Linked DNA regions of Rattus norvegicus: region 1 is linked to region 2. The links are chromatin contacts, called in public Hi-C maps. All regions are on one chromosome and are shown on one strand. Each heading gives the region's core, a stretch centred on a gene start, on an enhancer-like site or on the middle of the called end of the contact. The rest is flanking DNA. Distances are from core to core; before and after follow the strand shown.

What was found. Hi-C and Micro-C count contacts between places; a contact is called where the count stands out from the background.
Region 1: a contact with region 2 is called in a Hi-C map of kidney, with 2.9 times the contacts expected there. The contact joins two enhancer-like sites. A contact is called at or near these places in 11 of 12 Hi-C or Micro-C datasets (the A7r5 cell line, the Rat2 cell line, Schwann cells and 7 more) and 1 of 1 datasets of contacts at active chromatin or transcription factors (oligodendrocytes).

The regions. Positions count from the first base shown.
Region 1 is chr10:30,818,401-30,825,397 of GRCr8, reverse strand. All of the region lies in intron 1 of Clint1 (clathrin interactor 1), which reads right to left. Among named protein-coding and RNA genes, the nearest start is that of Clint1, 22 kb to the right of the region's middle. Within about 2 kb of position 4,492, at least 7 of the 93 cell types and tissues checked have an H3K27ac peak or open chromatin away from gene starts, as enhancers often do. A contact at or near this core is called in kidney, where this site is marked.
Region 2 is chr10:30,719,739-30,726,003 of GRCr8, reverse strand. LOC120095082 (a long non-coding RNA gene) reads left to right here. Exons shown (of 3, transcript XR_005490169.2): 1 at 1-2,240; 2 at 3,043-3,225. Among named protein-coding and RNA genes, the nearest start is that of Clint1, 77 kb to the left of the region's middle. Within about 2 kb of position 4,708, at least 5 of the 93 cell types and tissues checked have an H3K27ac peak or open chromatin away from gene starts, as enhancers often do. A contact at or near this core is called in kidney, where this site is marked.

The sequences.
Region 1 (6,997 bases), core at 3,243-5,742, 100 kb before region 2:
GTATAAAGGGCGTCCACAGAAGGATCAGATGCTGTTACTGGGACAGCAGAAGACTAATACTTTCATGAGCATGCTGTTTTAAAGCTATTTTTTCAATAAAACTGCTGCTTTCAAAAATGATCAAAATGAAGTTGATAACATAAAGAACTCTGAATAAAAAAAAAGGCTTCATTAAGTCAGAAACAACTGAAACTAACAACAAAGACGCCCGTATAGCACAGCCTCATCCCGCACCCACTTAAAAGCACCAATTTCTAAAAAGGCAAATATAGCTTTGGACCCTTGTTGTTTGGATAGCCTCCATCTAGGACCGATTCTTAACATTAGCAACCTTCTAGAAATGAAAAACAATTCCCTTTAAAAATGGAAATTAAAAACAACTAATAGCTTAATTCTAAATCTTCCCAGGGCTGACAGAGATGTCCTTGTTGAATTCAGTCACTAGAGGGGGCCCTGTAGTCAGTTTTTGGACACAGAAACTCCAAGGAAATGTCTGAACTTGGCTTTGCTGAAGAGCAGAAAAGCAGGGTTCCCAGAACTTGGGCAACTGCCAATCAAGTAGTTTTTACCCTTGTAGCATAAAAACATGTTTTACTAGAAAATATACACCAAGAAAAAGGGAAGTGTGGACACAACGCAGGTCCAGCTGTGAACGCAAGAGCAATGTGGTAGCAAGTGCTTTCCCCACTCTGCCTCTTCTTCCAAATTGGGTCAGATGGGTTTGCATCTTCACAGAACCATCCTGTAGTCTAAGCTACAACTTTGTTCACCCCAAGATCACGGAGTACCAAGACCCCCTGTTCTGTTAGATTCAGGTGACAGTTAAGACAGAAAGGCAGTCAGAAACAGACCCAATAACTTCGCTCCAAGCAACAGTTTCAAATAATACTGTTTTCTTTATACTTCTTCCTATTGTCCCAGTTCATCCTGATGAGCATTATTACACTCTAAGGGAAACAATAAAGTACTACTAAAATGCACATCAAATTCTGTACCACAGCTGACTACATTTTAACCACTTTATAGGTTAGGACATTCGGATGAACAACAGGGACATCATTACACGCTGTGGGCCTTGGTTTGCATAGTAGGTGCTGTGGCACAGTAACTGAAGTGTGTGCACCAATGTTGTGTGAACCAGCACTGAACAATGTAAATACCTACAACTCAACATTTTAAACCCGAACTGAGAATAAAATCCACATTTAAGTCACCTCTTACTGCTCTGTACGCCTGAAGAACTTCCAAAGGACAGCGGATAATCCACTTTTGTGAAACAGTTCTGCTCCCTGATAAATGCCAACCTTTGCACTGGTGTAGCCACACTCCGGAAACACCCACACTTGGGAGACAGAGGTAGCAGGATCAAGAGATTGAAGGCAGCCTGGAATATCCAGCAAGCCCCTGCTTCAGAAAAAGGTTTCTTTAAATGCCGCAGCACTGTAACACAGGACATCAAGTGCAGTAGGCATTGATCTGCTCAAGGAACTTTGTGTTGAAATCTCCTCTAAGTTACTGCCTCTTTTTTGTTGGTTTGTTTGTTTAACATATATTAAATACAAAGTATCTGATGAAGAAGAAAGACAGCTCAGATGTTAAGAACACTTTCTGCTCTTGCAAAGGAGGGAATTCAGTTCCCAATGCTCATGTTGGGCTATCTGTGCACAAGCTCCTGGAGCTCCAGTTAGAGGGGCCTGATACCTTTTTCTGACCTATTTTGGCACCAAGACACATATATAAATAAAGAGTAAATCTTTTCTTAGCAAGAGATAAAAAGTAAATTTTCCCCTCTCTTAGACACTGTGTTCTCTGTCAGTGTCACACACAGAGGCAAGAGAACAACTTCCAGCAGCAGGCCCTGCTTCCACCAGGGGGATCTCTAACAACACACTGCTAGTGAGAACTAGACTTCCTGAACAAACCCTAACATGCCTGACAGATGAAAACACTGTCTACCTTCACCGTCTGAACAATGTTAAAGACTCCAGACAGTGGGAGTAGTCTGTGAACACTGTTATTTTCTCACTATGGTCTAGCAAATATATACAACCAATTGCATTTTTTTTTTTTGTCAAAATGAGACATCTTTGTGGGCAGTACACTTTAACTCAACAACTCTACAGTTTACAGAAACCATGTGTGCATGTTAAGGATACCAACTGAGGCCAGAAGAGGGCATTGGATCCCTGGAATTAACTCAAGTTATTCTGATCTGTACAGTGAAACACAGTAAGAGGCTTGGCTATGTGACTTGTGCCCAGCTATGTATAGCAGATTTGGGTCATGACAGAACTATAAACTATGTTTTTGCTACAAATTTCTCAGTTGTTTATTATAAATTAAAACTTTGAACAGAATGTCTAATAAGAAATCATTGTGCTTTAGAACTCATCACAGAGGTAAATGCAATGTCTAAGTATAATTTATCAGTCACTGACATGAGCTGATTACAACATCTAATACTTTTTCATCTGGTTCTAAACTGTCATTCTCTACAAATGCCAAAAGTGAGAAATAAGCATTCCAAGCTGGCCAGGTTAACCCGTGCCTGTTATTCCAGCACACAAGTCATCCTGGATTATGCACAGGAAGATGTTGTCTGGAAGGCGGAAGGAAGGAAGGAAGGAAGGAAGGAAGGAAGGAAGGAAGGAAGGAAGGAAGGAGGGAGGGAGGGAGGGAGGGAGGGAGGGAGGAAAGAAGAGAGGGAGGGAGGGAGGGAGGTAGGAAAGAAGAGAGGGAGGGAGGGAGGTAGGGAGGGAGGGAGGGAGCGAGCATTTCAAAACCCTCTATTTTCAACATGTGCATTCAAGAAATGTGTTCCCTTGTTTATAAGATCACATACCTAACACTCTAGGAAAATTCCCACTATTTTGTGTCAGTGTAGAGGAAGCAACACTAACCAAGTTCATGTATAAATTTCTGAGATTCATGAAAACCAATGTGTTCCACTCTGTCTAAAGTTGTCCTAAAATATAACTAGAAGTCCTGTTCCCACAAGCCACCAACTTTCTGATTTAATCTGGCAAGTTTTCAGGGAAATCCTTGAGTAATTTATGAAACAGATGTGCAAAGAAATGACATCAAAGGGACAAGCCAAGAAAAACATCCTGGTGTCAGCAGCTAAGCTATGAGCTATGGGAAGACACATTTCCCTTTCCTCACTGCAGGGGTGAGCAGCACTGACCAAGACAAGCCACTGGACAGCAGCCATTCTCAGGCCTTGCTTGGCTGCAGGAACTGATCCAGGACACAGTCAAAGAAGACACTGCACACTCTCGTGTGTTCATGATGCTTCCTTGTTTTTCACAGCCACTCTCAGCAAAGACCAAAGCCATACATAGATTTGTCCCGTCAGTGACTTAGTAAGTTACTAAGATGTGAATTTTTGTCTCTGGTACGCACCTACTGTTAGGGTCTCTAAACAAATCACTGGTATGCCTCAGTTTCCTCATTTAGAAGGCCCTTATATCGCTATCAAGGTAACTAAATAACATGTGCAAGGCAGTTAGCAGAGTTGATACCACTGTTTCTAGGTGAGTCTTTCATTCTAGATAGGACGTATGCATTGTCTATAAACACTCTACTGGCTCACCTGTGGAAGTCCTGGACCCTGATGGTGGCAGTATTTTAGGAGATTCTAGGAACTACAGAAGAGAAGTCCTCTCTGGAAGAAATTAGTCACCGGGGAAGATTCTTGTGCCTGAATTGTTCACTCTCTCTACTAGTTACCATACTGTGAACCTCTGTGCTCCCTCTCCTCCTTGCCACAATAGGTTGGCACTAACTACTGAGACCATGAGCCAAAGAGCCCCTTCCTGTCTGGGTTGTCTCTCAGGTCAAAAAGACAGAGAACCTAACCCTAACCCCTTATGAGGAGGGACCATAATATACACGTGCTTATCCAACTGTCTCACAAACAAATCATTAGCAGGGTGCTGGAGAGAGAGCTTTCTGGTAAGCAGTGCATCCTGTTCTCTAACAGGGTTCTCCATAACCCTGTCAGGCAACTCACAGATACTTGTAACTCCTGGCACTGATATCCTCCTCTGGACCTAGTGGGCAACTGCACTCACACCCACAACTGTAAACAGACATGCATGCACATAATCGAAAGTTAAACTCAACTTTTAAAAAGTTGTAATTAGCAGAGGCTGACAGTGTGGTTTGGTGGTACAGACCAATGTCCTGGGTTCAATCCCCACCATCAAAACTAACCAACACCCAAAGTAGCAGAATTCTGAGCTTTTAAAACCTCCAAACCAATATCCATGTTATTACTCCTTGTGGTATTTGGCTGAGCAAGGGGGCTGTAAGTGCCACAAAACCTGGTTTCCTTTCCAAAGACATCAACTATTGTAGGAAGAGGAATCTGGGATCACTGGTTCTTACTGGTTTGTTTAGAACTTTGTTCACTCCCTAGAAGGAGTGCTGCTTTTATGACTTAGGCAAGCTTAAAGAAAAGCCATTGCCACATAGGCTAGTGTCATGACACGACAGTTACTGTTTTCCAGAGAGGCACCTTGCCAGCAACGACTGGGAGGTCAAGCTCCTCAAAGCTAGCAAAGCGGAGCGGATTACACACAAAAGCAGAATAAAGAGTAACTCCCGAGTGGGTAAAATTTAACTCTCAAGAAATCCCTACCCCATAAAGCATTCTCACAAAGAAAAATTATATGAACACACACACACACACACAAACACACGCACACGCATGCATGCACACGCGCACACTCATAGAAAAACTCAAATAACCAAATACCATTTGTGGTATCAAAGCTCCAAACAAAACAAAGGTAGAGTAGTAGGTAGAGTAGGGTGATGGGTGATGACTATTCTGTTCAGTATCATGAAAAAAAATGGAAAAAAAAAGAAAATGAAAAAAATGAACTTTTTTTAAAAATAGAAAGTCCCATTTTCTATGCAAGTGTTCGATGGCTGGACAGACACAGTTGTGTTGGGAACCAGCCAGCTCCTCGTCTGCAGATGAAGACTGTGTCCACTGCTCTCATCCTTTGGCCAGAACATCTGGCTATGACAGAACACTCATCCCTCGGGATGACAGTCACAACCCTGAGCATTTCTGTCTCCACCCTTTAAAAGCTCGTATGTTTCCCGGTAAAGATCTTAACTCATCTTCTCTTCTCTGTAGCAGTGGTCTACCCAGTCCTGGGAAACTGTCACCGGGGACTGACAGGGGCTCCTCCAGAAAAGAGTCCCTGGGGAGCTGGGCAGGTCGGCTACAGAGAAACATCCCAACTGTCCTGCTCCCCAGAGACTTGCCTGGTCTAATGGCTCATCTCTAGGCTCCAAAAGGGACAGCACTGTACATTCCCCAAACTTCTGAGACATTTCTTTCCTGAAACATTTTTTTTAAGTGTCCCCAAACTCACTTTAGCAAACTGATACAAACACAAGTGCCTTCTTCATGCCATCAAATACAAAATACACTTTCATTCCACTGGAAGTCTGGAAGGAGAACAAAGCTCTTCACATTGTCCCCCAACATCCAAGTGTGTGCCCTGGTGTGCTTACATGCACATTTACCTGTGCACATATATACAAAGATAAGTGTGAAACCATTTATATTTAACTCTTGGCTAAGGTTTCAGCCTTTTAACTTGCTTCAAGTGCATTTCTGTAACAGCAAACCCATCCCTCTTATTCACTGTCCTGTTTTCCCGCCTCTGGTAATCACTGTTTCCTCCACTCTCTGCTTCTGCAGCCAGCGTCTCAGTATGTGACAGCCAAGAGGCATCAGGAGCCTGTGTGTCTAGTCTCCCCATCACAGCGTCCAGTTTCCCCTATGCTACTGTGGAAGACAAGCCTGTGGAGTGTCCCACGGTGGGTATGTGCACTGTCTTCATGGAGTCACTGCAGGCACAGTTGGTCTCATGCTACGACTGTTCCAATAAGCAGAAATGCTATTTATCTCTCCACCTGTAAGTGGTGCTAGTGAGTCTGATGTGCATAGGGGTTGCCCACATGTGTGCATGTGCATCAGGCCTAAAGAGGGCGTCAGATCCCCTGACTCTGAAGTAATACAAGTGGGAGAAACTGAACCCTGGTCCTCAGGGTAGAGCCGCTGTGCTCTATGACTAACTTCTGCTTTTCGTCTGCTATTCTCTAATGGCTATTCGTGTGCTAGCTTCCTTCACAGCAGTCAAAGAGCATCGCCTCCTCCACACCTGCACCGGATCCTCCTTACCCTACCCTCTGCTTTCTTTATCCCTGCTGTTGCATCTGGGCTTTCTTTAAACTCATTTGCTTATTTTTCGGTAAACAGTTCCCTCTCCTTGTTGGGTATAAAAATAACAAAACAAAACATCAACGATCCCTTCAAAATTCTTAATTTTAGCTTTGTATTTTTAATTTCTAGCCTTCACTTAATCATTTTATGCCAAACGCTGTCCACTTCACTTTGTGCTAACTGTGTATGGCACAGCTGAATAGGCACACAAGGAACACAGCTCAGGGACCGTCAGAAGGCTGGCAGGCTATATGCAATAGCTGGACTGTGTGCAGCCCACATGTTACTCTGTATTAAAATACCGGCTCCCCTCTCTGACCAAGGAACAAGCTACTTCCAGTGTGTCCTTCCATTAACCCTTTTAACAGGTAGTGGTGGCCATGTTAGCCACCACACAGCCCTCTCCCTCAAACACTGTCTGTCATCCTTTTGCATTCATGGACAATCCTACCCAGAGAGGCAGGGCCTAAGCATCTCTGGTCACGTTCCTCACTTCCCCATCCAACAGTGCACATACTTCAGGTCTTTTCAATATGATTCCTTAAGCTCCTCTAACATACGTCTCTCTGCTTCTTCCCTCCCACACCAGCACTATCTTAGTTCAGCACTTTCTTTCCATTTGGACTGCCTAAAAGCCTTCTAACTAGTTTTTCTGCTTCTATGTACAACTTCTCACCAGGCTAGAGCCAAAGGGAACTCTTGTTCACATCCAAGTCCCACTTAAAGGTAGCAAGGATCCCCCCTTCCGGC
Region 2 (6,265 bases), core at 3,459-5,958:
GGCTTATGGTTCAGCAGAGCTCAGAAACTATCAGTCCTGTTGGAAACAGAAACGAAGGTCAGTATGGAAAAAAGTTGGCGGGACTTTAGGGAGAATAAATGACACAGATACAAGATATTCAAGATACAAGATTATTTTGTATGGTATTTTGAGTTCTTAGACAGGTTCCTTGGATGGGTGTCTATATTGTCTGTGAAGATTGATAGTCACTAGAGAATGAATCCTTTAATCTTAAGATAGTGTGTTTTGGTTATTTATTGCCAATTAAATCACTTGCCAATTTCACTGATAAAAATACCAGTTCTTTGGGTTAACTAGGCAATTTTTGCTTCCTGTGATGGAGGGATTTGATTGGGGGATAAGTTGAGGGAGTCATTTAGCATGGCAGGCAGTTTGTATTAGCTGTTGACAGGGAACATAGAAGGGATGGCCCACTCTCAAGTCTTTGTCCCACATATTTCCTCTGTGTGGTTTTAGTTTCTCACAGTACATGCTTAGGTTCCAAGAGATAGGTTCCAGAGAATGGGAATAGCCAGCTCTCCTAATCCCCAGGCTCAGAGTTTTATAGTATTCCGACAATTTGATGTGAGCAAAGTCAAAGGTTTCTCATGCTACATTAAAAACATCAGGGCGGGGCTGGGGATTTAGCTCAGTGGTAGAGCGCTTACCTAGGAAGCGCAAGGTCCTGGGTTCGGTCCCCAGCTCCGGAAAAAAGAACAAAAAAAAAAAAAACAAAAAAAAACAAACATCAGGGCATGCTTTTATGTGAGAAGTGAAGACAAATGTAACAGAATATTCTGGGAACGATTGGTCTTTCCGGCTCCTCATTATAGATTCATTGGCTGTGTATGGTGAAGGAACCTTGTGAGGGCAGCTGAAATTCAAATGACCTGTCCATATACCTCCTACAGAGTGTGGCCTGTATTCTATAGGTAGTTATTGGAGACTGTCGCTCATCTTTTCTGGTTGGAATATTTTAGTAGCATCTGCAAGACATTATTTAGAAAAAGGCCACCACCTTTGGCTCTGGCATGTATTAATTAGCAACAAAAGCAGTTTGTGTTTAATTTAATGATAGCGGAAGGCTTGTTGCACACATTGGTGATATGCCACGAAGTGAAGGATTTCTGGGCAGATTTTCTCTTCATGTCTTTTGTCTTTCACAGCTGTCGTTGAGTGTGGTTTTTGGAGATCATAACTCTCCCTTTTCAATGACACATTTTTAAAATTGCATTTGTTTGTCTACCTTGTGGGTTTGTAGGTAGGCACTCATGCCATGGTGCATATCTTGAGGCAGAAGATAGCCTGTGTGTGGGCTTGAGTCATTTCGCAGTAGGGGCCATGGGGATTGAACTCAGGTCGTCAGTACTGGTCCCAGACTTGTGCCAAGAGTCTTTATTGGCTGAGCATTTTGCCAGCCCACTCTTCTCTTTTCATTTCATCTTTCCCCCCGCAGTGCAGTCAATGTTGTATTTGGAGTTTATTTATTTTCATCTTGCATGCTTTTATTTTTGCACTGTGTAAACACTTTTGGAGGTCCAATCAATCCCACCTCATTTCAATGGTTGGCAGCCTGATGACTGGGTCACTGTGTGGTTGTGTTTTCTCCCATAGTAATCTCAGAAGCTTCCCCCAAGATACTAATATGTCACTGAGGTACTGATCCACAGAAAGAGGAAATACAACTTGTATTCTTAAAAGTTGCTAAACGTTGAGAAAAATTTGACGAATAATTGGTGAGAGAATGGTTTGAAACCTGGGGCAGTAAGACCCAACTATGATTATCAGAATAGCTGCCTACAATAGAACCGAGGACCAGAGTACAAAATGTCTTTGTATTTAAGAAGTCTTAATTGATTATGTTATTTTTTAAAATATTTATTTATTATGATCATGTGTGTGCAATATGTTTGAGTGTGGACATGTGTGCCACATGCCTGTGGAAGTCAGAGGACAGCCAGCCCTGTGCAGTTGGTTCTGTCCCTTTTTGATCTGGAGGCGGAATTCAGGTCATCAGGCCCTTGTACTTTATGAGCATCTCACCGGACAAGAAGAGTGGTTTTAAAGTGCCAAATGGAAGACGCTGGCTATGGACAGATAAGAATAAAGGAATGGGAAACAACCAAAGGATGGATGGAACATTTCTAAGTGACATTGATCACACAGTGATGGAATATTAGGAAACAGCCCGATTGGCTCATGTCAGATGACTTCACACCATTTCTATGTAATATTGAAAGGTAGGTATGCTAGTATCATACTAGTTAAAATTGGTCCATTTAGGAAATGTTACTGATCTCTCAGAGAAGAAACTTGGCTTTGGCTGGGTAGTCTGGAACACGAAGACTCAGTATGAATAATTTGATTAATTTTATATATTTTATTGTAATCATCATCATTATGGCTGTGGGGGAGGGATGCAGGGGTTGAATGCAGACTGCCATGCCTACACAGCAAGCTCCTTCCTTATGAGTTAGGGTCTCATTCTAGCCCAGGTTGGTCAGGAACCAAAGCTGGCCTCATACTCACAGCAATTCTCCTGCCTCAGCCTCCCAAGTGTTGGGATTATAGGTGTGAGCCAGCTTTCTTGGAGTCTAGTACATGAGCCCAGTTTAACAAAATGGCCTCCTGTAATTTTTACCTAATATGATTTACTTGGATTGGAGTAAAGGCTAATAGTATCGAGAAGACAAACACAGTTTACAGTAAAAGATGATGTTTGACGCTAACTACAAGTGCTCAGGGCCTGGAAGTTCTTCTGCGAAGTTTTAGAAAGCTGTAAGACAAGAATGTCCTTGTAAGATGCGTCTAACGTGGGAACTCTGGACCACAACTCTTGAGACAACGTCTTTTTCTCTCAGGAGAGCAGACAAGCCCTCTCTTTGGTGAGAAATGGAGACAGAAAGCATGGTTTTGCGTCCTGGGATGTGGCCCCCGGCTTCTGTTTGCTATGTAGCAGTTCTGTGAGCACAATAAAAGCACTAGGTGATTTACTGCTGTAAAGCTGTACTGATGGCTTTCTGTGCTGTCCTCACTTCCCAGACATTTTGCATCGATTACTACTGTACTTCGTTCTTCCAAACAAGAACAGAGTTCTTATGAGTGAACAGGTCTGCAGCTGCTGATTCGTGTGTGGTGTTTGCTACTGGACTGGACTGAGAACAACCAAGATTGGAATTGCCCCAAAGGACTATGTCTAAACAGAAGAACAGAGCTCTTACGATAGTAAAGTTTTCTGTTTTATAAGCAGGGTAACCGAGTGAGGAAGACACTTAATGTAGTCTTCCCTGAAGTACAAACTTCTGGTTTCTTTAGAAAGCCAGTTACGTCAAACGATACACACGGGAGAGGTTGCTTTGCTAAAGCAGACACACCTGAAACAATGTTTTGCTAAAGCAGACACAGGTGAAAGGATGGTTTGCTATGGCAGACATATGAAAGGACATGTGATGTTTAGAAAGAATGTAAATATGACCCCACAGACAGTGGAAGCGCAAGTATTGGTTCGCTTTGCTCGGTCTCGCTATTCTTTGCTGATGACACACGTGTAGTGGTTTACCTTACATTGTATTGCTGTGCTTTGATTGTAGTGACTTCACAGGGGAACTTGCCACAAATCTTCTCATGAGGTTCCTGTAGCTTCTTGTCAATTCCAATGACTTGGGTCAGTTGGTGAGCCTACGGTTCCTTCTGGACTGAACTGCCCTTGCTGATTTGTGTGTGGGGTCCGCTGAGTGGACTGGTCTACAGCTGCTGGTTCATAATCAATGTTTCCTAGTGGACTGGACTGAGAACAATGAAGATTGGAGTTGCCCCAAAGAACTATGTCTAAACAGGTCCACTTCCCCATATCCTAATAATCTTTCTTTTCTGGTGGGTGGTAGGCTAGAGGGGAGGTTGAACTTTAATAAAAGTAGGTTGTAAAAAATATATGTCGCCATTTCCCATCCATAGTTGGTTATGGGCAAGAAGTGAACTTTAGAACCTTTTTATTTTATGATGTATTTTATTTTCAATTATGCATATGGGTCTTTTTGTATGTATGAGTTCGTGGAGGCCAAAAGAGGGTTATCAAATGGTTGTGAGTTGTCTGACATGGGTTCTGGGAACTGAAATTCTGGTTCTCTGCAAGACCAAAAAAGCACTCTTAGCCTGCTCTCCAGGCCCCAGAACCTTAAATACACTCATTCATCTATCCATTCATTCATTCATTCATTCATTCATTCATCCATTCATATATATTTATTCATTTATTGGCTGATTGATTGACTTAATTAGGATAGGGGCTCATGTAACCCAGGCTGGCCTCAATTTCACTATGTAGCCCAGGATAATCTTGATTATTTCTTTTTTGCAAAGGGAAACGTGATCGTTTCTGACAAATTTCTCTTATTTGAGAAAATAGAAGGGGTATGGAAGGGACGGCGTTTTAAAGATGTCAAAGGAGTAGAAACATATAACCACTTATTTATTTAGTTATGGGCAGGCTGAAACAAAGCCAGGGGAAGGAAAGCTCCCTGGAGTGAACTGGGACACTGACATCAGTGGCCAAGCTGGGAACCTGCGTCCCTTTCCCTCAGCTGTCAGAATGCCAGCAGAAGGGCACAGATGCAAGGCCTGGGCATCCGGGCATGAGGGGAAAGGCTCCCTGAACTGCATCTGTGAACAGAAGTGGTGAGCGCTTGACATTTTGAATGCAAAATACTTGTCAGGGTGCCAAGTGCTAGCCAGCCAGGGCTGGTGCAGTGAGAGTTGTGCTGTGGCTGCCCCAGGATGCACAGGGACTGTTTGGAGAGAAATGGCTTCTCCTGAGGTAATATTTGGAAACTGGAATCCTGTGCCATCTGGCTGGTATCTCTCAGTTTTCAAAAAGTTCGCCTCCATTTTATTTTAATTAATTTAGCAACAGGGTTCCTTGTGAGTAGGCTGGCCTTCGTGTAACATGAGATGACCTTGAACTTTTCTGGACTATACAAGCCCTTGCCTCTACCTCCCAAATACCAGGACCACGAGTGTTCATCACCACACTAGAGAAGATCTCATTACATAAATGTGTAGCCTTTTGTATTTGCATTACTGAAGGGGTGGTGGTGGTGGTGGTGGTGGTGGTGTGTGTGTGTGTGTGTGTGTGTGTGTGTGTGTGTGTGATCTTCTAACTATAAAATTGCATGGTGTATTTAAGCAAAGGTTTTAAAAATTGAAAATTTCTCCTCATCCCTACCCCAATTCTGAAAAATCTTGTGAGGCTAGGGAGGAATGCTGGCTTATTTTGTTGGGAATCACCATTAAAAATAAATAGCATTTGTATAGAAGTGTCTCAGATGACTCATTTGGATCAGAGATCTGTATGCAAAATACAGTTGTGGGTTGTTTATAAAGTTGTTATTGGCATGGATGCTTTCCTTTAGGAGTCAGGAAGCAGAGGCTCTTAGGCTAGGTTAGCGATTCTAAGTCAGGTGTTTACAGCCACTGAGCTATGACGTTGCTTATGAATTCGCACCAGTGTTTAAACTTTTGTCCTTAGGTAGACTGTAAAATGAGAGATCTGCCCTGTCCTGGATTACATTCCCCTTCACCACTTGAATTTGCTTCTTTTTTTTTTCTTTAATATATGGAGTCTGGAGCTGGAGAGATGGTCCAGGGGTTAAAAGGACTTACTGCTTCATCATCAGTGAACTAGAGTTTGGCTCCCAGTATCCATATTGTGTGGCTCACAAATGCTTGTGGCTCTAGTTACAAGGCATCTAATGCCCCCTTTCTGGCCTCTCTGATCACCTGCATACTGGTATACTTAGCCCCACACAGACAGACAGACACAGACACACAGGAACAAACATATCACAGACATGCACATCTTAAGAAAGAAAAAGAAGAAATGCATTCTGGCTAGGCTTGGTAGAGTATGTCTGCAACTCCAACACTGAGAAGGCAGAGGAGAGAGGATTTTGGTGAAGTGGAGGTCTGTCTTGGCTACACAGGACTCTATCTCAAAAGTAGCTCCCAAAGGAAAAAACGATGAAGTAGAGTCAGTTCTGCACCACTGCGTGCACACTTGGTCATGTGACCTACTTTGCTGAAAGAAATAGGGAAAGCAGAGCCTTGAGCTGTCCCTGCCTGACAGCTGCTCCTTTACTGTTGCCACTACACCCTTTGCCACTGTATGCAAAGGTTTAGAGTGCTCTGCTGCACACAAGGAGCTTTGTGAAGTCAAGCTGAGCATGCCTGGATGAGGTCCTAGACCAGTGGTTCTCAACCTTCCTGATGC